Regions from separate parts of the Mus musculus genome. Here all the other regions are linked to region 1. The links are chromatin contacts, called in public Hi-C, HiChIP or PLAC-seq and promoter capture Hi-C maps. All regions are on one chromosome and are shown on one strand. Each heading gives the region's core, a stretch centred on a gene start, on an enhancer-like site or on the middle of the called end of the contact. The rest is flanking DNA. Distances are from core to core; before and after follow the strand shown. Region 1 holds the start of Trim56 (tripartite motif-containing 56). Region 2 holds the start of Polr2j (polymerase (RNA) II (DNA directed) polypeptide J). Region 3 holds the start of Orai2 (ORAI calcium release-activated calcium modulator 2). Region 4 holds the start of Prkrip1 (Prkr interacting protein 1 (IL11 inducible)). Region 5 holds the start of Sh2b2 (SH2B adaptor protein 2). Region 6 overlaps Tsc22d4 (TSC22 domain family, member 4). Region 7 holds the start of Agfg2 (ArfGAP with FG repeats 2).

What was found. Promoter capture Hi-C pulls out the DNA fragments that hold promoters and counts their contacts. Hi-C and Micro-C count contacts between places; a contact is called where the count stands out from the background. HiChIP or PLAC-seq counts read pairs in DNA pulled down with a chosen protein or histone mark.
Region 2: a contact with region 1 is called in a promoter capture Hi-C map of liver, with 2.1 times the contacts expected there. The contact joins the promoter of Polr2j here to the promoter of Trim56 in region 1. A contact is called at or near these places in 3 of 39 promoter capture datasets (hippocampal neurons, liver and pre-B cells) and 1 of 115 datasets of contacts at active chromatin or transcription factors (pancreatic cancer cells).
Region 3: a contact with region 1 is called in an H3K27ac HiChIP or PLAC-seq map of large pre-B cells, with 5 times the contacts expected there. The contact joins the promoter of Orai2 here to the promoter of Trim56 in region 1. A contact is called at or near these places in 6 of 39 promoter capture datasets (the C10 cell line, hippocampal neurons, liver and 1 more) and 2 of 115 datasets of contacts at active chromatin or transcription factors (large pre-B cells and memory CD8 T cells).
Region 4: a contact with region 1 is called in a Hi-C map of embryonic stem cells, with 3 times the contacts expected there. The contact joins the promoter of Prkrip1 here to the promoter of Trim56 in region 1. A contact is called at or near these places in 2 of 39 promoter capture datasets (embryonic stem cells and hippocampal neurons), 1 of 484 Hi-C or Micro-C datasets (embryonic stem cells) and 1 of 115 datasets of contacts at active chromatin or transcription factors (memory CD8 T cells).
Region 5: an H3K27ac HiChIP or PLAC-seq map of large pre-B cells shows a contact between it and region 1, with 5 times the contacts expected there. The contact joins the promoter of Sh2b2 here to the promoter of Trim56 in region 1. A contact is called at or near these places in 2 of 39 promoter capture datasets (liver and pre-B cells) and 1 of 115 datasets of contacts at active chromatin or transcription factors (large pre-B cells).
Region 6: a promoter capture Hi-C map of embryonic stem cells shows a contact between it and region 1, with 3 times the contacts expected there. The contact joins the enhancer-like site here to the promoter of Trim56 in region 1. A contact is called at or near these places in 13 of 39 promoter capture datasets (the 3T3-L1 cell line, 3T3-L1-derived adipocytes, the C10 cell line and 7 more), 3 of 15 datasets of contacts at CTCF or cohesin (embryonic stem cells, large pre-B cells and pro-B cells), 9 of 484 Hi-C or Micro-C datasets (B cells, the Ba/F3 cell line, the G1E-ER4 cell line and 3 more), 3 of 115 datasets of contacts at active chromatin or transcription factors (acute myeloid leukemia, astrocytes and large pre-B cells) and 1 of 9 other capture datasets (adipose tissue).
Region 7: a promoter capture Hi-C map of pre-B cells shows a contact between it and region 1, with 3 times the contacts expected there. The contact joins the promoter of Agfg2 here to the promoter of Trim56 in region 1. A contact is called at or near these places in 2 of 39 promoter capture datasets (embryonic stem cells and pre-B cells) and 3 of 115 datasets of contacts at active chromatin or transcription factors (the 230-238 cell line, large pre-B cells and pancreatic cancer cells).

What each region holds. Positions count from the first base shown.
Region 1 is chr5:137,114,589-137,117,861 of GRCm38.p6, forward strand. It overlaps Trim56 (tripartite motif-containing 56), which reads right to left and starts at 1,619. Exons shown (of 3, transcript NM_201373.4): 1 at 1,524-1,619; 2 at 201-365; 3 at 1-73. The coding sequence starts at 72.
Region 2 is chr5:136,115,083-136,118,355 of GRCm38.p6, forward strand. Polr2j (polymerase (RNA) II (DNA directed) polypeptide J) reads left to right here and starts at 1,609. Exons shown (of 4, transcript NM_011293.2): 1 at 1,609-1,723. The coding sequence starts at 1,671.
Region 3 is chr5:136,169,177-136,172,449 of GRCm38.p6, forward strand. Orai2 (ORAI calcium release-activated calcium modulator 2) reads right to left here and starts at 1,480. Exons shown (of 3, transcript NM_178751.3): 1 at 1,362-1,480.
Region 4 is chr5:136,197,306-136,200,578 of GRCm38.p6, forward strand. It overlaps Prkrip1 (Prkr interacting protein 1 (IL11 inducible)), which reads right to left and starts at 1,649. Exons shown (of 6, transcript NM_025774.3): 1 at 1,470-1,649; 2 at 475-553. The coding sequence starts at 1,595.
Region 5 is chr5:136,243,175-136,246,447 of GRCm38.p6, forward strand. Sh2b2 (SH2B adaptor protein 2) reads right to left here and starts at 1,766. Exons shown (of 9, transcript NM_018825.4): 1 at 1,455-1,766. It overlaps Gm30408 (a long non-coding RNA gene), which reads left to right and starts at 2,261. Exons shown (of 4, transcript XR_868600.2): 1 at 2,261-2,443.
Region 6 is chr5:137,758,445-137,761,717 of GRCm38.p6, forward strand. Tsc22d4 (TSC22 domain family, member 4) reads left to right here. Exons shown (of 5, transcript NM_023910.6): 4 at 240-288; 5 at 623-1,303. The coding sequence ends at 832. Among named protein-coding and RNA genes, the nearest start is that of Tsc22d4, 14 kb to the left of the region's middle. Within about 2 kb of position 1,782, at least 180 of the 459 cell types and tissues checked have an H3K27ac peak or open chromatin away from gene starts, as enhancers often do. A contact at or near this core is called in B cells, adipose tissue, astrocytes and 3 more, where this site is marked.
Region 7 is chr5:137,683,089-137,686,361 of GRCm38.p6, forward strand. Agfg2 (ArfGAP with FG repeats 2) reads right to left here and starts at 1,665. Exons shown (of 12, transcript NM_178162.3): 1 at 1,271-1,665. The coding sequence starts at 1,491. It overlaps Gm15498 (a long non-coding RNA gene), which reads right to left. Exons shown (of 2, transcript XR_003956003.1): 2 at 2,297-2,553.

The DNA of each region.
Region 1 (3,273 bases), core at 369-2,868:
GCAGATTTTACAGGCTAGGAAATCGCTGCTCAGAGCTTCCAGCAGAGTTGGGGAGGAGTCTTTGGAGTTCATGCTATAAGGGAAGGGGCAGAAGTCAGAGATACCTGGGCCAAGTCCCTAGCTTGGTCCTGTCTTCCCCCGCCCCACAAACACACTTCATCCTAGCCCCTCCCCTACTCTTTCCTGGTGTCCACACTCACCTGGATGTTTGGTACGTTCTGGCTTGTGGGAGGCACTAGATACCAGGGGAAGGGTTTTTTTCTTCCACTTTGTTCTCTTTACAGACACTCACCAAACGTAAACATGCGACCGGCTGTAGGAAGTGCTGAGCCTGTGGGAAAGATGAGACCAGGTAGCCCCCAGGCCTCAGAGATAGAATACTCTAATTAGTAACATACCAGGTCAAGGGCCAAAGGTAGGTGTAGCCCAAGCCCTTCCCGTCTCATGTAGCCCAGGCTGGCCTCAAACTTGGCCAAGTAGCCCAGGATGACCTTGACCTTCTGAACTTCCTGCCTCCACTTCCGGAGCCCTGGGAAGTTTATGTAGCACTGGAGAAGCAACCTAGGGCTTCTTGTGAGCTAGGCAGCCCTGCTCCTGGGTCTAGCTCCAAGCTTGTGCTCCTCCTGCCTCAGTCTCCTGCGTGCTCACATCACAGGCAAGCACCACCACGTTCACCTTGCCATGGGTCCTGTTATCAGTGGGTGCTAGGACTCAAGGGGCAGCCAGGAAGGACACACAGGTCAGGGGCATGCGAGCACTGTGCTTTTCGATGTTGGACAGGGTCCCGCAGTCTTTGTCCATCCATCTGTCTGGGAGGGTGTCCTGGGAGGGTGGAAGGGGCCCTACTTCCTGCCCCATCTAGCTTTGAAAATAACAACAGATCAAGATGAAGGCTCAGGGAGAAAAAGTTCATCTCCTTCCTTTTCCTGGACCTGGGGGTCATGTAGATCTGGCCTGACTCCTGGAGTCCTCTAATTTTACCATTCCTACCAAACTCATTCTAGAATCCCCTGGAGGGAAGGTACTGTAAGTCCCCAGCACGGTGGCGACTTAATAAAGAAAGCTGGAGCCCGAGACAGGAAGCTTGCCACAAATTTGAGGCTAGCCTGGGTTTAAAAGTGAGTTTCAGGACAGCCTGGGGCTACAATAGTGAGTTCTGGTTGAGCTTGCCCTACAGAGAGATCTAGCCTTGAGAGAGAGAATGAGAGCGATCACTTTTCTTTTTCCCCAGTGTTGGGAGGAAAAAAAAACAAACAAACTCGGAGTGGGGGGTGGGGGTGCGGTTGTCTACACTCAGTGAGTGTAGGATTCAGGACACAAGGTGGGAGGTGGGAGGCTGAGGGACAGGGCCTGGCTCCAAGCTTGTCCTCCCAAGCTTCTCAGGTCCCCTCTGCCCTCTCTCCCCTCCCTTCCTTTCCCTCTCCCGGGCTTTCTCACTTCCCCTTTCCTCCCTCCCCTCCCCCCAGGCTAGTCTTTCTGGGTGCTGGCTCTTAACCCCATCCGCCTTCCCGGGCTCTCCTTACCCAGCCACAGCTGATCCTGGACTCTCCCAGCAGGACCGGGGAGCCCCGAAATCCCGCTACCGCCAGCAGTTGACTACCTGCAAGAGAAACAAAACTGAAAGTAATCGTACTGTGGTGGTGCAACTTCCGTCCCCGGCCCGGGACAACTACTCTGGGGCGCAAGCCCCGCCTTCCTCACCACTCCACCCTGGAACCCTCCCTCCCCTCTGGCCGGGGCAATAAGGCCAGACCCGACTCCAGCAGGAAGGTCTGGGGGCTACAGGTTAGGGCGACTGGTAGCCCCAGGCTCAAGCTGTCAGCTTGTGTGTGTGTTGCAAACAAGACACTGCCCCAGAATCTATTCTCTGAGCATGTTTATCGGGTCAGGATGTTTATGTGTGGCAAGGAATGACAGATGAGCGATTGGGCCAGTGGGCGAGGCTCCTCGTGGGTCCTTTGCTAACCGTTGAAGCTGTGAGCCCCAGATAAGAACATTTCCAGAGCTTAGCGCAGTCTTTCTGGAGGAGGCTGTCTAGAGATGTGTTTGAGGAGGTCTCGGAGCATTTGGGGGCTTTCCCGGGGCAAGAGCGTTCTGAGAGCAACAGGTGTGCAGGGACAGAGAAATGACATCCGAAATCCTCAGCCTTCGGTGGTGGGCCACAGCTGTAATCCCTGCGCTGGGAGCTGGAGGCAGGAAGACCAGAGGTTCCATGCTAGCTAGCCTCAGATACTTGGCAAGTTTAAGGCCTGTGAAGCTTGAAAGAATCACAGGGGACCGTGTGAACCGTGGAAGACAACAGACGTTGTAGAGGGAGGAATTGACTAACATTGTTGGATGCCACAAACCAGGTAGTCAATCAAAATGAGGACAGGAAGTCATTGGGGTGGTAGCAGACCTAACATGGTTCACCTTGTCGATCTCCCTACCCTTTTATTCTCTCCCCCAAATTTTTGCTTCATGCTGGTGTAAAAGCAACATATTCAGAAAAAAAAATGTACTTTGGGTGTTTTTTTTTTCTTATGTATATATTTAGACAAAGTCTCGTTATTTAGCCCAGGCTAGCTTCAAGATCCTTCTGCCCCAGCCTCTTGAGTGTTGGTATTTCAGGTGTGTACCACCACCTCCATCTTTGGAAATTTTTTTTTTTTTTTTTTTTTTTTTAGCCTAGAAAAAAAAGTACAATTCCAAGGGGAAGGCCTGGAAAAACCAGACAGCACAGAAAGACAAGAGAGATTAAGGTTGCACTGGGGTGGACTCACCCCCATATGGCTCAATGGCTTACAGTGGTAGAAAGCTCGCCTGGTATGCCCGAGGCCCTGGATTACACCCACAGCACCTAATAAACTAGGCATAACCCCAGCACTTGGGAGGCAGAGGCTGGAAGATCTGGAGTTTGAGGTCATCTTCAACATATAGCGAGTTCCAGCCAGCCTGAGACATGTGAGACCTTGTTTCAACAAACAGAAAAGGATGTGGGCTTTGGAACAGGGGACACCAGAGTCCCTCGCTCTCAAGCCTGGTAACACCTCTTGCCAGCGGAAAAGCAGGAATTCCAGCAGAGTGAATTCCTTTGCTGTGAAGGTTGCCGACTTGAGAGATTCCAAATAACAGCATTAAAATAGCTCTGATGGCAAGATGGCTCAGCGAATAACGGTGCCTGCCACCAAACCTGAGGACCAGCGTCAGTTCCCAGAACCCACCTGGCAGGAGGGGATTGACTCCACAAGCTGTTCCCAAACTCCACATCCAGCCCATGGAGCTTGTGTGCCC
Region 2 (3,273 bases), core at 359-2,858, 1.0 Mb before region 1:
GACATCATCGTCTTCGCTTGATTCCTGTGACACTTCCATCACCCAGTGGTGCTTCAGCACTCAGATACCAATGGACAGGATGGCTCATGCCTGTGGCTCCAACGCTTGGGAGACTGAGTCTGTATTAGTTACTGTTCTTGTTGTTGTGTCTGAAAACTGAACAGAAGTCCTGGTGCTGCTGGCTTACGCCTTTAATGCCAGCACTCTTGGAGATGGAGGCAGGCAGCTTTCTGAGTTCGATGCCAGCTTGATCTACAGAGCAAGTTTCAGGACTGCCAGGGTTGCACAGAGAAACACTTGTCTTGAAAAACAAACAAAACCAAGACAACAACAACCAGAAGCAGCCAGGCGTGGTGGTCCATGCCTTTAATCCCAGCACTCGGGAGGCAGAGGCAGTCGGATTTCTGAGTTTGAGGCCAGCCTGGTCTACAAAGTGAGCTCCAGGACAGCCAGGGCTACACAGAGAAACCCTGTCTCGAACCCCCCCCCCAAAAAAAAAAAACAAAAAAACAACCAACCAGAAGCATCTTAAGGAAGGGTATACAATGCAGATGTCATAGCAACAGGATTCCCAGGCAGCCAAGCACACTGCATCTGCGCCAGGAAGCTGTAGTCTGACTCCTGAGCCTCTAGGATGATGCCATACACGTCTGTCTTCCTCAGTCAAATCTGTCTAGAATCCCAAAGACAACCAAACGTTCTTTATTATGGTTATGATTATTATTCTCTATTGTGAGTGCACACATGTGTAAATGCATACCGTGAAGGGAGGTCGGAGAAGTCTGTTCTCTACCACCACGTGGGTTCTGGGGACTGAATTTAGGTAATCAGATTTGGTCACACTCCCCCTTGCCCACTGGGCTGTCTTGCTGGCCCCTCCTAGGGGTTTGTTTCTAGGATGATTCTAAATTTCATCCGGTTGACAAGATGAGCCATCAGGGAGGCTGGAGAAATGGCTCAGCAGTTAAGGGTCTTACTGCTCCTGCAGGGGACTGGAGTTCGGTTCCCAGCACCCACTGGGGCAGGGGGGGCTCACAACCACCTGTAACTCCAGCTCCAGGTGACCCAACCCTCTTCTGGTCTCCAAAGGCACCTGCATATACGTGCCCATACAAGATATGCAAATAAAAATCTTTAAAAATAGGAAAAATAAAAGATTGCTACAGAGACCGCTGAAAAATGGCGAGGTGCAAAGCTTTCATCGTGTTTTTAGTTACCTGTGTGCTCAAGAGAAGATGCGCTGGTACCCCAAGCTCCTCCCCAACCTTTACATCCCTTCTTGCTCCACTGGTCCTCATCTAGAAGGCCTCATAAGTCCGCCAGTGTCGGCCCACCCGGGGGTCCTGCAGCAGCAGCCCACTTAGACTCTTAGTCCCATTCAGTCGGTACCGGGGAGCCAGCTACAGGTGGCTCAACTCCGGGCGCGGGAGCACGCGCCAAAACACTCAGCATGGACGCCTCGAACAAGGGTTCTAAACTGACGCATGCGCACGGCTCGCCCTCAGCCTTGCCTGCGCCTGCATTAGGTCATCCGAGCCGCTAGGGGGCGGGGGCCAGGTGCTTACACTGATTGGCTGCGGCTGAGAAATCCGGAAGTGGTCGCGCTTCGGGGCTCTGTTGGCGGAAGGAGACTGTGGGTTGGTGTCGGGGAGCGAGAGCGCGGCGCTAGGATGAACGCTCCTCCGGCCTTCGAGTCGTTCTTGCTCTTCGAGGGCGAGAAGAAGTAAGTGGAGGCCGGCGGAGGCGGGGACGGTTGCATAGGAGCCTGCCGGCCGTCAGCTCCGCTGGAGCGCCGCACTGCTCCTGTCTGGGGAAACCGAGGCGGGAGGCGGGCTTTGCTTTGAGTCTTCCGTGCTGCTCAATGCGAGTCTGCCCAGCTTCAGGCAGCGGCGCGAAGCACTGGCGCGTGCATGCATTTTGCAGTGGGAAATCGGAGGCTCTGGGACATGGAGTGTCTTGCTCCAGACACTTGGTTCATGATGACAGCTGTGAAGGGACAGAGACACAGCTCTCTTACACTCCTCAGCAACCTGAGGGTTTCTCCTAGATTTTCAGGGATCCCGACTTAGGCCAAACCCGGGTTCGTGGCTCCACGCTAAAAAGAATTTCAGGACTCTTCGGTTTAGTGAAGCAGGATTGGTGGGTTTTTAATTAAAGATACTTTAATATGGGCTTAAGCAGGAGGGTTCAGAGGAAGAGAGCGCTAAGAAAGTAAGACAGACGCAAGTTGGGTCTGTGTGCATTCAGAGAGCAGGGGGAAGTACTTTGCACTCGAGTGGCTACAGGTTTAGAGATTAAGCATCTAATTGTCTTTTGGAGGTAGGGTTTCTCTGTGTATCCTCCTTGACTGTCTTGGAACGAGCTTTGCAGACCAGACTAGCCTCAAACTCAGCGATCCACCTGCTTCTACCTGGGATTAACGGCCTGAGCCACCGGCTCTGGCTTTATGTAATTGTCTTAATGGTAGCCAAATACACTCTTTTGATGACTCAAAGTTTGCTACGAACCCTTCTCTCTTGTGTAACCCTTCTCTCGTGTGTGTGCCCCTTCTTGGAAGTCAGCTTAGTCTCTATCTCAGTGGGAAAAAGGTATGGAGGTGTGCTAGGAATCGTTTGTGAACCCCAAAAGATCATTAAGGAGCCGTTTCCATTAGGGTCTCTTTATCACAAGCTCGGGCTTGGGCTCTCCTCCAACCCAACCCTGACACAACAGGACAGGAAGAGAAGGCAGAGCAGCCTTGAACCCAGGACAAGGTTTTCTAGGGAGTGGGAGTGACGGGGTATGGAGCTTGGCAGGTATCTAACTGAATGTCTGTTGTAAGCTGACAGGTGGTGCTGTGAAGGGAGATGAACAATCACAAACTATCTGAAAGTAGATCTGAAGCAACCAGACTAATCTTTGATTAACTGTTGCTAGGGAGTAACTCTGGGGTATGGGCCAAGGGACAAGCCGTGAGGTCCTTCCTGGTACTTGGTTGCATCTTGGGTTCTGCTGTAGGTCAAGTTCTCAGGCTTTTTTTGCGGGGGGGGGGGGGGGTTCAAGACAGGGTTTCTCTGTATAGCCCTGGCTGTCCTGGAACTCACTTTGTAGACCAGGCTGGCCTCAAACCCAGAAATCCGCCTGCCAATGCCTCCAGAGTGCTGGGATTAAAGGCATGCACCACCACGCCCGGCTTTTTTTTTTTTCTTTAAGATGGAGGTAGCAGGTCCCAAGATGGAGTAGATTTGGCCTCTCAGAGGTATACCCCAGTGGTAGATTGCTTACCTAGCATGC
Region 3 (3,273 bases), core at 230-2,729, 950 kb before region 1:
ATCCATCCATCCATCCACACTACCTACAAGTTGTCATTACCACCCAGCTCCTTCCTTCCTTCCTTCCTTCCTTCCTTCCTTCCTTCCTTCTATTTTAGTTGTTTGGTTTTGTTTTTTTGAGACAGGGTTTCTCTGTGTAGCCCTGGCTGTTCTGGAACTCACTTTGTAGACCAGGCTGGCCTCGAACTCAGAAATCTGCCTGCCTCTGCCTCCCAAGTGCTGGGATTAAAGGTGTGCGCCACCACGCCCGGCCCTTCCTTCTATTTTAGATAGGGCCTTATGTAGGCCAGGTCAGCCTCCAACCAAAAATATAACCAAGCATAGCTTTGAACTCTGGATGCTGCAAGGGCTGAGATCACACACCTGCTTTGCATGGTGCTGGGGTTAGAACCCAGGGTTCCTGCACGCTAGGCAGATTTTCTAGGGGTTCCATCCACAGCTCCCGCTGATCCCCTTTCTATTTTTGGGTTTGTTTTGAGACAGGGTCTTGCTGTGTAGCCCAGGGTGGCTTGGAACTTGGGACTGTCTCACCTAATCTCCTGCGTGCCAGGATGGCAGGCATCACCAGCTTCTGTCACAAGTCCATTCCTTATACTCAGAGGGCCTATCTTGGTCCAACCCTTGCCCCATGGGGAGAAGCAGAGTCTGGCCTACAAATTCCAAGCTCAGGCCAGAGGGGGCGGTGAGACAAGATGGAGCCCATAAGTCTGTCAGATAGCACCCACCAACTCTAAGATTGCTAGGCAGACTGAACCTTTTTTTTAAAAAAAAAATTATTATTATTATTAAAATGAGGAGCAGCAGAAAGATTAGGTCTGACAAAAAAAATTAAAAAAAAAAAAAAAAAGCCAACCCACGGCAAGGCTGTTAGACGAGCATTTCTCTTGCCAGGTTTGTTTGAAACTGTCTCAGGCAGCAGGTTATGGAGTCTGCCTGTTTTAACTTCCTCTAAACATCTGGGGCACGGGAACTGTGTCTTGTCACCCACGCGCCTGAGAGGTGGCAGTGGCCTGCCAAAAGCAGCCACCTGCATCCCTGTCCTATACTCTAGGGAAGTCCCTGCGACTGCAGGACCCGAGAATCAGCTGGCAGCCCCGCGCGATCCAAGTCTTCTGACACTGCACTCTACCAAGGAAGTCAAGGGATTGGGGTCACCAGGCCATCCCTCTGCCTCTCATCAGCCTGTCCCTTCCTCTCCACGCCATGCCTGCCCAGGGAGAAGCTCCATCTCCTCCTGTCCAGTGTCCCTGATCCAATTTCCCCGCGCCCCTTAGCTAGGAGGGGACCCTCTCCTGTTCCCCTTCAGACACCCCCCCCCCCCAGACAAGGATGGACGGGCCCACCCGCGGCCGAGCACTCACCCTGACTGTCCAGCCCTCAGCGCGCTTGGCTCCAGCTCACGGCTCCGGCTCGTGGCTAGCGTCTGTGTCGCGGCCGGGTGGCCCGGCGGCCGGGCCAGGGCGGAGGACCGGCCCCCTCCCTCTTTCCGCCCGCAGCCGCTGCCTAGGCAACACTGCGCCGCCGTCACGTGACCCATCCGTGGGGCCCTGCCGCGGACCACGTGACCTGAATAGCTGGTTGGGGACCGACCCCTCCTACAAGATCTAGGGGTCTTCACTTCACAAAGTGCTATCATCCTCGTGGGACCCAGGTGGGTGGGTCCAGGCGTGGGAGAGCGCTGCTCCTAGCGAGTGACACTAGGGGATACCCAGCATCTGTCGTGGGCAGCATAGAGAGGTGGGGACAGGGTGTGAGTGTTGCAGAGTGGGTAGAGGCGTGCAAGAAAGGCTCAGCCTGGCTATATCCTGGTTTTCTCAGCTTGTGCAGTGACACCATTCTACTGTGGTCACGCAGGTAGGTGGCTCTTGGTTCCAGCAAGGCTGTGAGAACCAAACAATGCAAGGGACATGTTCTCATTGCTGAGCTCTGGGCACCTCATGGATGGCAGAGAAGGGTCGTTTGGACGCTGCGGCGAGGCATGCCCTGGCGAACACTGAGGTTTTACAACTGAGAAACTCAAACAGGAACGGCTCTGCAGGAAGTATACACTAAGTATACGCTCAGCGCCCCAGTGGGTGCCTCGTGGCCCCTCAGAGTGCTCCCTATTTGCCCGGTACGCTTCTGCTTGCACGCTCTATATAGGATTTTTCCATCTGTCGCAAAAGCATCAGACTGTGACACATTAACCCAAAGGAAGGAAAAATTCCACTCGTATCCAAATTTCCTGACAACTGGGAGTGTATAGATGTGACTGTTAGCAGTTTCCGCTTGGGTTGCCAAGTCAATTCACTTAGGATAGGTGAAAGCAACTCCTCCCTCCTGGCGCTGACCCCTCCTGACAGCGTGGGCCATCATAAGGCTCCACGTGTGCCTACATAAGAGGGTCTGAACCTGCGGGAGCCACGCACTCTCAAGGCAACTGCCTGGCGCCTGCAGAGCTGAAGTTTGAGTAAACGAAAACAGGAAGGAGACACTTGGTAAACTCCAGCCATTGCATCATGGATGACACTCTTTCAACAAGGGGTTTTTGCTTCTTGCGGTTATTAGGAAGCTTAGCTTTGGAGTAGGACTTTCCAGCGCCAGGCACTGAGGTTCCTCCACCGCCAGCACAATTATCTGGCATGCCTGGGCAAAAATGAAATGCCAACTGTAATTACCAGTCTGCCTAGGAGCCGCTTTGCTAACCAAACACAGGCAACAGCCCTTACTGTTGTTTGACTCACTTCCTCCTTAGAAGGGAGGAAGCCATGGTATCTGTCCTGTTGGAAGGAGGGTCGGAGGTTGGAGGATCCACAACCCCTGCCCCCTCTTAGGATCCCAGGGAGCTGACTAGGGGTTACCCAGAAGGTTCAGGTCCAGAGCAGTCTCTCCTGAGGGCACTGCATTGCTGTCTGGGCTGTCTGCCTGAAGTTGGTTGGTCTTGGCAAGTTACTTCCTTTACTTAAAAAAAAAAAAAATTAACTACATTTTATTTATTTAGTGGGGTGGTGGTGTGCACCACAATACATGTGTGGAGGTCAGAGGACAACTTGTGGCAGTTGGTTCTCTCCTACCAAGTGGCTGGAACTCAGCCTGTCAGGCTTGGCAGTGAGCGCTTTTTAGCTACTGAGCCATCTTGCTGGTCGGTTTTTTGATTTTCCTAGAAGCTCGAGGAGCCTGTCCTTGAACATCAGTTCTTGAATACACATAATGAATGTGCATAGCCTACTCACACAGGAGCCTCGTTCCTTGCTTTTCTATGACACCCAAACCTTACTATCTAGCACGCTCTCA
Region 4 (3,273 bases), core at 399-2,898, 920 kb before region 1:
AAGGAGTGCTGTCTCCTGTAAAGACAAAATAGTTTTCCATATATATAATAGAGGGCACCTGATCGCTTTACAGATGGTTGTGAGCCACTATGTGGTTGCTGGGAATTGAACTCAGGACCTATGGAAGAGCAGTGTTCCTAACCACTTAGCCACCTCTCCAGCCCCAGACTAATTTTCCTATCAAAGATCTAGTTGACAAGAAAAGAAAATAGTGTTTCATATTTCCCCTTAAAAACTATAAACCCGGGGCTGGTGAGATAGCTCAGTGGGTAAGAGCACCCGACTGCTTTTCCAAAGGTCCGGAGTTCAAATCCCAGCAACCACATGGTGGCTCACAACCATCCTTAACAAGATCTGACTCTCTCTTCTGGAGTGTCTGAAGACAGCGACAGTGTACTTACATATAATAAATAAATCTTTAAAAAAAAAACAAAACAAAAACTATAAACCCCTGACACCCATAAGAGACATTACCCATGACATCTCGGACAAATTCTGGAGGCGCTCGAGGAGCCCATTCATTCATTTTCTCTGGAATTGGAACTGCTTTGTCCTGGAACAGTTAAACAGAAAAGCATCTATGAACATACACTTGCTGAGGAAGGTACATCCCGTTTGACGATCTCAACTGAGCACGCTTCTCAAATCTGGAGCTGACTGAGTGTAGTTCTGCTGCCCTGGCCTTACTTCATCCACTACACCATGGGGTCTAACGTGGGCCAAAGTTCTCCTGCGCTAAACAAGTCTGGAATCTACGTCACTAAGAGACGAGCCAACCTCTTCTAGTCAAAGATATGAGCTGTCTGTTTTACGAGGCCCATTGAAGAGGTAAAGAGTGATGTGGTCCAAATTTGGCGTCCAATGCTTCTTTAATAATGGCTGCTATTTGGAGTTGTACACTTTTGCTAAGACATCGATTCTGGGTTTTGTTGGTTTCTGAGATAGGTCTCACTGTCTAGCTGATCTGAAACTCACTACGTAGACCACGCTCGCCTCGAATTTGTAGCAAACTTCTGGGGTCAGCCACCAGAGTGCTGGGATAGCAGGTGTGCACCACCATACCCAGCTCCCACCGCTTTGGTTCATATATTAAAATAGAAAGGGCTGTGAAGCAATACTGAATAGTAGCGCAGGGCTGTCATCCCAGCTCGTAGGGAAGATAAGGTAAGAGGAGCCGGGATGCGAGGAGCCCGGATGCGAGGTCTGCCTATCTTACAAAGCCGATTCGGTACGGAACGTGGACAGCACGAGCAACGCCATGATACCGCAAACAGCAAACTAAGAAAAAGGAGGGTGTGGAGGGCTGGGCAGCGCCTTCGTGCAGCTACGCTGTAGGACAAGAACAGGAGCGAGGCTCCCTCCACGGGGCCGCCCTCTCCGCCCCAGGGTTGCTCTAGGGGGACTGAATGTAGCCTTGCTCGGTCTGGCGGCGGGGTGAAGGGACTGCGCCTCGGCCCACTTCCACTCACCGGGTTCTTCATGAGCCGCTCCAGCTTGAGCTTCTGCTCCTCGGCCGCATTCTTGGGGATGACCAGCGTCTGCGGCTCTTTCTTGGGCCTGGGCGGTCTCACAGAAGCGGCAGCAGGACTCGCCATAGCCGCTCTCCTACTCCTTTACGAAAGCTGCCGGCGGCCGCTCGTATTGATGACGACAGAAGAGCGCGCCAACCGCGCACGCGCACTCTCAAACCCCCGGGGGGAGGGGCGCTCTCCTGAGGCGCATGCGCACTCTCTCCTCGGAGGTACGAGGCAGTCCTAAGCAGCTTGCTTGAATATTCATGAACGCGAGGTCAGTGTGGTTTATTTTGATCATAGCACTTTAATTTCATTTCCTGTTTCAAAACAAATCAGGGCTGCCTGATTCTCACATCCGGAGAGGAAGAGACGGCCTTTAGTGATGATGAGTGGGCTGGCCCCAGGCGACGTCTCAGGTCCCCAAGGACTTCGCACAGCTTGCTCTGGGACTCTTGGCACGTCCCTCCCAGTTTCGCTCGCTCCTGGGCTTTGTCTTTTTTTTCCGTTTCTTTTTTATCTATTCTACTTTCTCCCTACCCCACTCTCTCTTCCTCCTCCTCCTCTTCTCTCCCCTTCTCCGCCCTCTCCATATCGTCTCCTTCCCTCCCTCTTTTCCTTCCTTCCTTTCCTTTCCTTTTTTTTTTTTTTTTTTTTTTTTTTTTTGTTTTTTTGTTTGTTTGTCTTGTTTTTCAACACAGAGTTTCTCTGTATATCTCTGTCCTGGAACTTGGTTTGTAGACCAGGCTGTCTTCGAACTCTCGGAGATCCGCCAGCCTCTCACACCCCGATTCCTATAATAATCTTATAATCTCCTTTGTAACTGAACTCTTAAGACAGACCCGATCTCCTTGGCCACGCTGAAAGTACAGCGCCACCAGTCGAGCCTGAGTATGTGAGTCTGTTTTAGAATAAAGGAAGTTGCCATTCCAATCTACCTGACGAGGAATTAACTTCAAGTCTTTCACTTGAAGGTGAAAGTAATGGAGAATGATGGAACTGCGGCCTTCTGGTGGTGGAGTGTTTTGTTGACCATGCGTGAGGCACTGAAGTAGCTCCCTATAGTAAAAGATGTTAAGAGCCAGCAGTGGTGGTGCAGGCCTGTAATCTCAGCACCCAGGGAGTTACAGGCAGATGGATCCCTGAGTTCAAGGCCATCCTGGTCTGTAGAGAGAGAGTTCCAGGACAGCCAGAACTACACAGAGAAAGCCAGTCTCAAAAAACAAACAACAAAAAAACAAGCAACAACAAAACAAGCAACAACAAAAACCCAAGATGGTAACAGTAACATCTTGTAGGCAAGGAAACTGAAACAAGTCCTTTATTAGAAGAAGCTTATTAGAATGAAAGGGCCTCAAAGCTGACTGTTGCTGGAGATGGAGGGAGAACAATAGACAGTACAGTATATGGATCTCTGAACGTGGTGGGGCCTTAAAGGGAGCAAGAGGCTTCCCTTTGGAACCTGGAGAGGAGCTTCATTAAAACTGGAAGGAAGGCCGGGCAGTGGTGGCACACGCCTTTACTCCCAGCACTCCGGAGGCAGAGGCAGGCAGATTTCTGAGTTTGAGGCCAGCCTGGTCTACAGAGTGAGTTCCAGGACAGCCAGGGCTACACAGAGAAACACTGTCTGGAAAAAAAGAAAAAAGAAAAAAACAAAACTGTGAAGAAGAGAAAGGAGAGAAGTCAGAAGAGGTAGTGTGTGGGGTACAGAGGAGCCTCTTCAGAAATCCAGGATAATCTTGCAGCAATCCCCCCCCCCACA
Region 5 (3,273 bases), core at 516-3,015, 870 kb before region 1:
ACAACTAAGCAAACAAAACCATGATGCCTCACACTAGCCGAATGGGATTTTGAAAGATTTTTTCCCCCCCAGACATCTTGGAAATCAAAAGATATATATTGAAGGTGATACAGTGTAGCGGTTTCAGATTCCCCGTTCCTTACAGCCTCCTGGGGGAACCACTTATCTGGGGGGTGACTGCCCAAGTAGGAAGGGTGCTCCCCAAGAGGAGCAATTCCATCAGATCCCCTGGCAGAAACACTTATTTGGCACACGAGGTAATTCAGCTCAGGGGGCAGACAGAGATCAGGTTGATGAGATGGCTCAGTGGTAACAAGACGTGCGCCAAGCCTGATGACCTGAGTTCGGTCCCCAGAACCCATGTAAAGAAAGAACTGACTCTCGAAAGTTGTCCTCACACACTCACACACACACACACACACACACACACACACACACACACACTCATAAATAAACAAGCAAAAATTTTTAAAAATTCCACAAAGGGGCAGAGATGAAGCTCAACACTGGTCTGACAGCCCCACCCCCTACATCACCTCTGGTGAACTAGACTCTGGTTTACCCACGTTCACAGCCTCTTTGGGGGATACCCTGCGACTGTCCGATCACTGCAGACTTCTGACCTCAAAGACTCCACTGAGGGACTCTATGCGAGGGTGGAAGGGTAGGAAAGCCCTGGCGCGTCCCAGCCTCTGCCTGGCTCCGGCCCGCAGCCCTGGCGCGTTTCCTACACGCGCAGCTCACAGGTTCATCAATGGCCTAGGCCGAAGGGGCTGAATGGAGGGCACTAACCCGCCCCTTCTTAAAGGCGCCGGCCTGTCACCCTCGGCGATCCTCCTCTCAAACCCGGGGCTGCTCCGGAGCTCCAGAGTGGGCGGGTCACGAATAGTGGCCGTGGGAAAGAGGGCCTGGGCCGGAAAGAGAGTGTCCCCACGGGGTCACTGTGGCCCAGCGAGACCCCAGCGTGTAGCCATCACCCTCATGCTGTGTTGACCCACCTCCTCCCAGACCCTGGAAGAGACCTGAACGTCCCCTCCCCCCAGCATCGGATCCCTTCCTGTAGAGGACCAGCTGCGCTCGCCCCTCCAACCAGCCAGGGTCTGATGAGGGGAAAGGGGCTCAGCTGCTCCAGAGGTGGCTTCTTTCTCCCACCTCAGCTTCCCGTTACTCTCCACTTCTCCTGGGCAGTGGGTCTAGGATCCGATCCCAGAGGGGTTCATCCCCCTCTGTCGCGCGTCCTCCTCCCTCCCACCGGTGCACACAAAGACACGCTCGGACCCGGGCGCGTGCGACCGCGCTTCCCGGGGAGGCGGTGAGCACACACCACACACCTCATCACACACACACACACACACACACACACACACACACACACACACACCCTCGGGGACAGCTGGGCACCGGGTAGAGTAAAGGACCGTGGGGACAGGGAGCTGAGAACAAGCAGGCCGTACCTACAGGCGCGCAGCTTCGGCCGCGCGGGCTGGGGCGCCGGAGGAGCGCTGCCCGGACCGCGGCTGGGATCCCCGGACCCGGTGGCGCATGGCCCTCCGGGCCGTAGCTCCGCCCTTGGTGGCCGGTGGCGGCGGCAGCGGGGGTGGCTCCCGCTTCCCTGGCCTGCAGCTTGCGAGGCGGTCTTGGCGGTCCTGGTGCGGCCCCCTTGAGGTTCTCTCCCTCTTCAGGCTCCCGAGCTCCGCGCGCTCCGATCCCAGACTCGCGCGCCGCGCGCCCCTGGCCCTCCTCCTTGCCTGAGCAGCGCGCGCCTCTGGGCCCCGCCCCACCACTAGCCCCGCCCCAACACGCCCCCCCGCTTCAGGCCCCTCCTTTGCCGCACCCCCCGCCCACGCGGCGCGAGCCACTAGCCACGCTCCCAAGTCCTTCCCCAACCCCCAACCCCGGCTCTCTCTCCGGAGCCCCAGTGGCGCCGGCTAACCGCTCTGTCTTCCTCCGGACAGTGGCTGAGCAGAAAGACCCGGGTGCCCAGGTCTCGTTGCCAGTCGAAGGAATCCCTCTCGTGTGGGAGCGTCTCCCGAAGCCCAGGGTGGTGGCCCCCAAGGGCAGGATTGGAGGATGTTCTACGTGATGGGTCACCCCGGGCGTGGACACCCTATAAATGTCTCTGGGTTACTGAGAGTCAGACAGGGGCGGGCGCTGTAGGCCGACCCTCCGCCAGAGGACAATGGAAGCCTCGAGGAGGTCCAGATGTCGCAACCAAGGAAATGTCTGTCTGGTTCTCAACATCCAGGAGCCCAGAGCCACGCCCCCTGTCTTCCTCCTGCCCTCGGGGTGCGGGAAACCGCCCAGGATTTCGGATCTGGGGAAGAGCTCCTACACACAGGTCCTCCCCACTCAGCTTTACTCTGGTCCCACCAGGAGAGGTGTCTGAGGTCGTCCAGGATTCTGCGAAGTCCTCACTCTGGGTTGGCGACAGAACCAGAACTAGGTATTGCCTGGCCTGACTTCTCTGGTGGCGCTCTAGGGCATCCCGAGGGGTAAAGAGACCAGAGGAGATGGAATAACCTGGTGACTAGAGGCGCGGGGAGGAGTCAGATGGGGTTGACACATGCCCATAATCCCAACGCGCTTCGGACGGAGGAGGGAAGCAATAGTTTGAGACCAGCCTAGGGTACATACTGTCTCAAAAAGCCAAAAAACGAAAAAAACGACAAAACCCCACAGGTGTGTGAGGGGATGCTCAGAGGTGAGGCCTGTGGCTTCTGCAGTGGATATGGTCCCTTGGGCCTGCTCTCCTCTCCTCCTTGCTCCCCATTTCAGGGAGACTTCTGTCTGTGTTGACCTCAGGCTGTGATCTGCCTGGAGTGCCTCCATCTGCTGCCCTCCTCCCACACGGGGTGGCCTCTGACCTTTGTAAAGTCCTTTCACTCACAGGAAATCAGATTCACTGATTATTTTCCAGGAAGCAGCAGGGGTGGCATGGGGCTGGGGGAACTGGGCTGACATTGGAGAGATGGGGTGTGCTGAGCACATGGGAACTTGCTGGGGGCCACCGAAACCAGCCAGACCTCTGTTGAGGCCTGCCTGGGTACCTGTTTCTTCTCAGCCACACAGGGACCAGCAGCTGCCCTGTCTCTAGACCTGGCCAGCAAACACTTAATGAAAGTTTAGGCTGGAATCCAGCCATTGATTGAACTCATGTGGCTGTGAACCAGGAGGTTCCCAGTCAGGAAGGGTAGTATAGGGGTGAGAGAGAAACTGAACCCCTGGGTGGTCTGGCTATAGAACCCACTGTCCCCACTGCTTAGGGAGATGGGA
Region 6 (3,273 bases), core at 532-3,031, 640 kb after region 1:
TCCGAGGGGTATCGGGACCTCCTGCCCACCAGGGCCTGGGGGGGCCAGGGCATCGACCTTCATCCCACTGTGGGATGGACAAAAGCCTTCTCCCTCTGATCCTCTACTGCCACAGGTACTCGGCTGGGCTGGGGCAGAGCTGGGCTTTTTAGAGCAGGGAGTGTCCAGAAGACTGTAGCAGAGCTGACTTGGGGTTCCTCCTCATCTTGTACTCTCCCCCCTCCCCCATGTCTCTCCAGTGGTTCCGGAAGCCTGGTTGGCATTGACAACAAGATTGAACAAGCCATGGTAAGAAAAAGATGTTTTGGTCCCAGGAGGCCCCTTAGCTGTCTCTCTAGCATCTCTCCTCTCCCATGACTTGGGAATACAAACCATTCCTTTTCTACTTCCACCTTGGCTTCCCTCAACCTCCATCCCTGTCTGAGTCTTGTGTCTCCTTTTTTGACCGACTGCTGCCCTGTGTCTCCTTTAGCCTCTTTAGCTTCTGTCCCCTCCTTGGGGCAGAGGGGGAGGGGTATCTAACTGCTTCCTTGAGGCACCTGGGTTAGGCGCTGCAGTTGGAAGTGGCCTGGGGGTGGGGTGGGGGGAGGACCTGATGGTTTTGTTTGTCCCTGGGGTCCAGGACTTGGTGAAGTCCCACCTCATGTTTGCCGTGCGAGAAGAGGTGGAGGTGCTGAAGGAGCAGATCCGAGACCTGGCAGAGCGGAACGCTGCATTGGAGCAGGAGAATGGATTGCTGCGCGCCCTGGCCAGCCCGGAGCAGCTGGCCCAGCTGCCATCCTCGGGGCTCCCCAGGCTCGGGCCCTCTGCACCCAATGGGCCCTCCATCTGAGCCTTCTTTCCCTCACAATGTGCCTTTGGGGGGCTGCCACTGGCTGTTGCGCCTTGTGCCGGCAGCCTGCCCCCTCTTCCTATGTAGCTTTAATGCCCATGCCCAACTCCAGTGCCCAGGGATGGGAGTTGAAGGCTCAATATTGGCCTGTCCCATCCCGCTCGGTCTCCCCAGAGTCCTCAGGCCTTGCCGGAAGAGAAACAGCTCGGGAGAGGGTATTTATCTGAAGCCCCTCGTCCGTGGAAGAACCCAGCCCTGCCTCCTACCCCGGGTATCAGTGTTCTGGGGAGCCCCTCAGCAATAGGTGGCCTGGAAAGATTTGGAGGTTCCCTGGCAGGCCTCACCCCGTTCTCTTCAAGTGCCCCCTCTCCTCTGCCAAGGGAGGGTGTATGGACAGTATCTTCAACTTCTCGGATTCAGGTTGTTGTTAAAATAATAATTATAATTAAAAAAAAAATCTGAAGAAACTTGAATATGGAGGTTGGTGTGCTGTTGCTGCGTCTAGCTATGTATGTAGTTATGCTGTCCCCAACGCACGCCCTCGCGCACACAAACACACACACACACACACACACACACACACACACACACACACACACACAAGATCCCAGGTCCACCCTGGAGAAGATGCCAGAAAATGGCTTGGGAATGGTCTTGGTCCCTGGAAAGGCCTAGCAGGCTGGCCTAAGGAAAGAGGTAGGGGGCGGTGTCTACCCACGTGCTGGTGGTTGGCCCTGTGAGGGGAGGCCATAACAATGAAGTCTTTGGTGAGTGTCAGGATCCACCTCCAGCTTCCCAGTGTGTCCTCTCTTGTGGGCTGGATCCGGGTGGCTGCTTGGAGACAGGCAAGGAGCCCTGAATGGGCCCCTTGTCTTAAGGCTGGGTGTGGGCCAGGCTCTTAGGGCACATGGTGCCCTTGCCAGGCCTGGCAGGCTGCCTCTGCTTCTACCCCACCCCTGGCTGGATGAGGACTAGGCCCAGTGGGTGAGCAAGCTCCTCCTTCTCTCCCAGACCGACTGAGGCAGCCAAGAAGGGCCCCACCTAGTGGGGGCAAAGGGAACAGCACTAAGAGCCTTGAAGGAGAAAGTCTTGTCTCTGGGGATCAGAGAGGAAGCCTTAGCAGAGTTTTAAGTCTTTGGTGGCCCGACCAACCAGATTGGACCCCGTCTTTTCTTTTGGGGTCAGGGTGTGGTGGTTAAAACGGTGTCATGTAGCCCAGCCTGGCTTCAGACTTACTATATAGTTGAGAATGGTGCCGGAGGCCTGATCCTCCTATGTGCCGGGATGACAGGCGTTCACCAGTATGCTGGCCCTGGTTCATTGTTGTGTGATTCGAGTGTTCACTCTGTGCTATTGCCCACATGGAGAGACCAGAGGATAAACCTGGGTGTCACTCTTCACCTTTCACCTTCTCTGAGACAGGGTCTGTCCTTACTAAGGATGCCCAGCTAGCCATCCTTTTATCTTGGCCTCTCATTCCCTGTTAGGACCTCTGGTATTGTAAATGTTTGTTACTGTATCTGTGGGGTGGCCCTGACTCCCAACCGAGGCTTGTGTAATCAGCACCTCCTCCTTACCCACGGTCTCGTGGCCTTAGTCTTCAGTTGTCTAGCTAGAGGGTATCATTTAGCCCATGATGGTCTTGAACTCACTATGGAGCCAAGACTGACTTTGGTCTGTATCTGTGTTCACATGCCTGTCAGTGTGTGTATGCATGTGTGGAGAGACCAGAAGCTACTTGGTGTCTTCTTTGATTGCTTTTCACAGTTTTTGTTGGTTTTCTTTTTTGAGATGCTGTTTCCCTGGGTAGCCCTGGCTGTCCAGGAACTTTCCCTGTAGACCAGGCTGGCCATCTGCCTCTGAGAGCCCTGAGACAGACTCTCAGTAGACCTAGTGTTCACGGATGGAGCTAAGACTGACTGGCCAGCAAGCCCCAGGGATCCTTCAGTCTCGGCTTCCCCACTAGAATTACAGACATGCAGCATTGGAGAGTTGGGGTGTAGGGTGCTGAGGACCCAAATGCAAGTCCTCATTGCGTTGGATCCCCTAGAACAGGAGTTATAGGTGGTAAACTACCGTGTGGATGCTAGGGCTAGAACCCTGGTCCTTTGGAAAAAGCAGCAAACGCCCTTAATGGCTGAGCCATCTCTCCAGTCCCCTCAAATCCAGTTTTTACAAATCCTGTATCCACTCTCCAAACACTTACCTTGAAGTACTGTTGTAAAAATTATCTAGCAAAATCCACAGAGAACGCTTAAAGAGTTTCTGGGCTCTTGATCAACGTTGATTTTATTATCTCGGTTCTTGGGCCAGAAGAGACAAGGCCATCAATGATTGGCTCTGAGGTCTTGGAAGGTCCTCGGGGGGTTGGGGCCAGACAGCTCTCACAATGATCTAGAACACTCCCTCACTCTAAGTTCTCATCTACTTGACTCCTCTCC
Region 7 (3,273 bases), core at 415-2,914, 570 kb after region 1:
CCAAATTTACAGTTTACCAGATGAGACTCGGCAGTACACTTAGGAAAGACCCCAAAGCATGCCTGTAACCCCAGCCATTACAGAGGTAGAGGCAGGAGGACTCTGAGTTCCAAAGCCACCCCTAGCTACATCATGAATTAAAAGTCACCGTGGACTGTATGAGACCCCGTCTCAAGACAAATTAAAAAAAAAAAAAATGGACTGGTGAGCTAGCTAGCTCAGCAAGTATGGGAGCTTACAGCCATGCCTGTTGACCTGAGTTTGATCCCCAGGCCCCACACGTAGTGGAAGGAAATTGCTGATTCCTACAAGTTATTCTCTGATAACCACACAAGCCATGGAACCTACATGTCCCTACAGTGCAAAGTAAAGAAATCAAATGCAACTTTAACGGGGGCAGAGGACGAAATGGGGAAAAGAAAAGAATATGCCATTCTGATCCTCATCTCTTCGGGAAAGCTAAGCTGTCCGCCAGGATAACCCTTTGGCTCTCTGCCCTTAGTATATTTCGTAAGTCATCTACCCTCTAGCTAGCATTCCAGAGCCTGAAAGATTAGGATCTGCACCTGATCCCTGGCTTCATACCTGCCACTCTAGGCTGTCAGCCTGGGCTAATGCGTGGAGCATTTTCCATTCCCTTCTAGGGTACTTTTGTCTTAGGCTCGACTTCCCTATTTCTTTCCCTTCTCCTTCCACCCCGTTCCCCTCCGCTCCCCTCCTGGTGGAGCGGCAAGGGTCTCATGGTTGGCCTTGAACTCCTGATCACCTCCCCCTCAGTGTTGGGATTACAGGCGTGTACCACACTACTCGGGTTTTATGCAGTGCTGTGGATGGAAACTCAGGGCGCCGAGCGTGCTAGGCAAGCACTCTACCAACTGAGATACAATGCAACCCCAGCTAAAGTTCCCTTTAAAGGTCTATGTCAATTTCTGGCCCTTTAAGTCCCTCCCCCACCCCACCCCAGTCCCTCCACACTTTCTCTCTCCCCACCTGCAATTCGCCTTCGCCTCCCCCAGGGAGTTTCTCCAATCCTCTCCTCGTGTCCTTCTACAGCCCCCACCCTCCCTCTGCAGCGCGACTCCACTCCCGTCTTCTGTCCCCCTGCGCTTTTTCCCTTTCCCCCACGACACACCTCTGCAGCAGGCGACCTTCCACCGCCACATCCAATGCCGGGGCTACCCCTCTGACCTCCTGGATCGCCCCGAGCTCCTGCAGACTCACTTCACCCGAACCAAACCCAGTTCCCCCCCCCCCCCCCGGATCCACTCACAGGAGGCCGGAGCAGGTGGTGCAGACGAAGCTGCCCACGGTGATGTCCACATACGTGACCCCGCGCTGGGCGCACTCGAAACAGTGGCGGTTCCCGGCCTGGCTGCAGCCGCCCAGCTCCCGCACTCGGCGGCACCACACCTCCGAAGCGGCTTCAGCCTCCGCTTTGCTCCCTCCGACCCCGCCACCCGGGCCCGGGCCCTTCTTAGCCGCCATCACCATCTCTCCTCCAGGTTCCTCTGCAAGTCAGCGGTCGCTCCCCTTTAACCGCTCGCTGCCTTTCCCGCCTCCGCCGCCTTCGCACGCCCGGCAACCCTGACACCAGCTCCTGCAGCCCCGACCACGACCGCGAGAGACTCTGCCGCCCCCTTCCTCGTCCTGTTCGGCACGCTGATTGGCTAGTCTCCCCCCACCTCCTTGCTTTAATTGGTTCGATTCGAGACGGCCTCCGGTTGCTGGAGCCTTCAGAACCACGCCCCACTGCCACCCGGCCTTCTGTCTTTTCCATTGGTTCACAAAGACCCCCACCTTGCAAGTACAATGCGTGCCCTCCTCCTTGTCCCCGCCCCCTCTCGCCACGGACTCCTATGCTGACTCTGATTGGTTGTTAAGGTTGCAAAATTAGCGTGCGAGAGAAAGGAGGTGTTCGGCGCGTGCGTAGTGCTCATCCTCCGGATTGATACTAATTCCCGCCAAATTTCAAAGGCTCGTTCCAGGCTGAGCCAGGAGACAAGAAAATCGGAAAGAAATTGCCCTAGGATGAGCTGGAGGAGAAAGGGAAAGACAGAGAAGGGGAGTGCTTTGTAAAAGATACTTTATTTATCCAAGTCATAGAAAGAGCCCCCACTTTAGAGTCAAGTTAAAAACCTGAGGTAGGATGCAGAAGGGATGAACGGCGTTTGCCACTAACCTTCATTCCCACTCCTGTAAGAAAACCGACTCCTATAAGCTAGCTGCCTTCTGATTTCCATGAGTACACACACACACACACACACACACACACACACAAATAAATAAATGCATGTAAAAAATATTCAAGAAAACATGTTGAAGTGGATCACAGAACTGGTTTGTGGCTCAGTCAGAATTTGAATCTGAGTCTTTTGATTTTAAAAGCTCTGCTCCGTGGCCAGGGATGTATCTCAGCTGGTAGAGTGCACTAAGCGCGAGGTTCAAGCCCCCAGCACTGCATACAACTCAGCGCGGTGGCACAGGCCAGTAATTCCAGCATTTGGGAAGTGGGGGTAGCAGTAGCGGTACTTCAGAGTCATCCTCGGTCACTGCCTGGAAAAGGAAAGGCTGAGAATAAGCAGGTTTAGGGATGCTGGCAACCATAAGTCAGGACTTTGGTTTCAGACATGCCAATGGGATGCGGGCAGATGAGAGATAGGTTTCTGAGTTATTGGTACCCAGGAGCCCATGGGCTAGATGAGGTTGCTTAATTGTTGTCATAGCTGCAAGTGTACTTCCCCCTGAGCTGTGGTGATGCCAAGTCCCCATGTACACATGCAAAGGAACCATTTTGCTTCATGTAAACCATGGCTGCATGCCTTGGATTCCAAGCAGGTGGATCGCTGTGAGTTTTAGGCCAGCCTGGTCTATGTAGTGAGTTCCAGGGGATTACACAGTGAAATCCTGTCCCCCACCCCACCCCCACCAAAAAAAAAGCCTCTTGTACATTTTCAGAGTTCAGCGTTCAGCATTTCCCTGTGCTGGCCATTTCTTGCACAGCTTCTCTTTAGCCAGTGGTTATTTCTTCACCCCTTAAAATGTTACCCACCACAAGTGAATAAATGGGCAGGAATTGGGGTGACCACTAGACTCTGATAGCTTCCAGTCTGTCTTTTGCTACAGGGTGTGGTCTGCAAGAGCAACCAGAGGGTGCGCTTCCTCCTCCTGTCTCTACTCCACCCAGGCCATATCAGAGAGTGACAACCCTATTTCCCCTCATAATCAGCAAGAGCACAGGCAGCCCGGGGACTCCCTCTTCTGCTATTGCTCCTG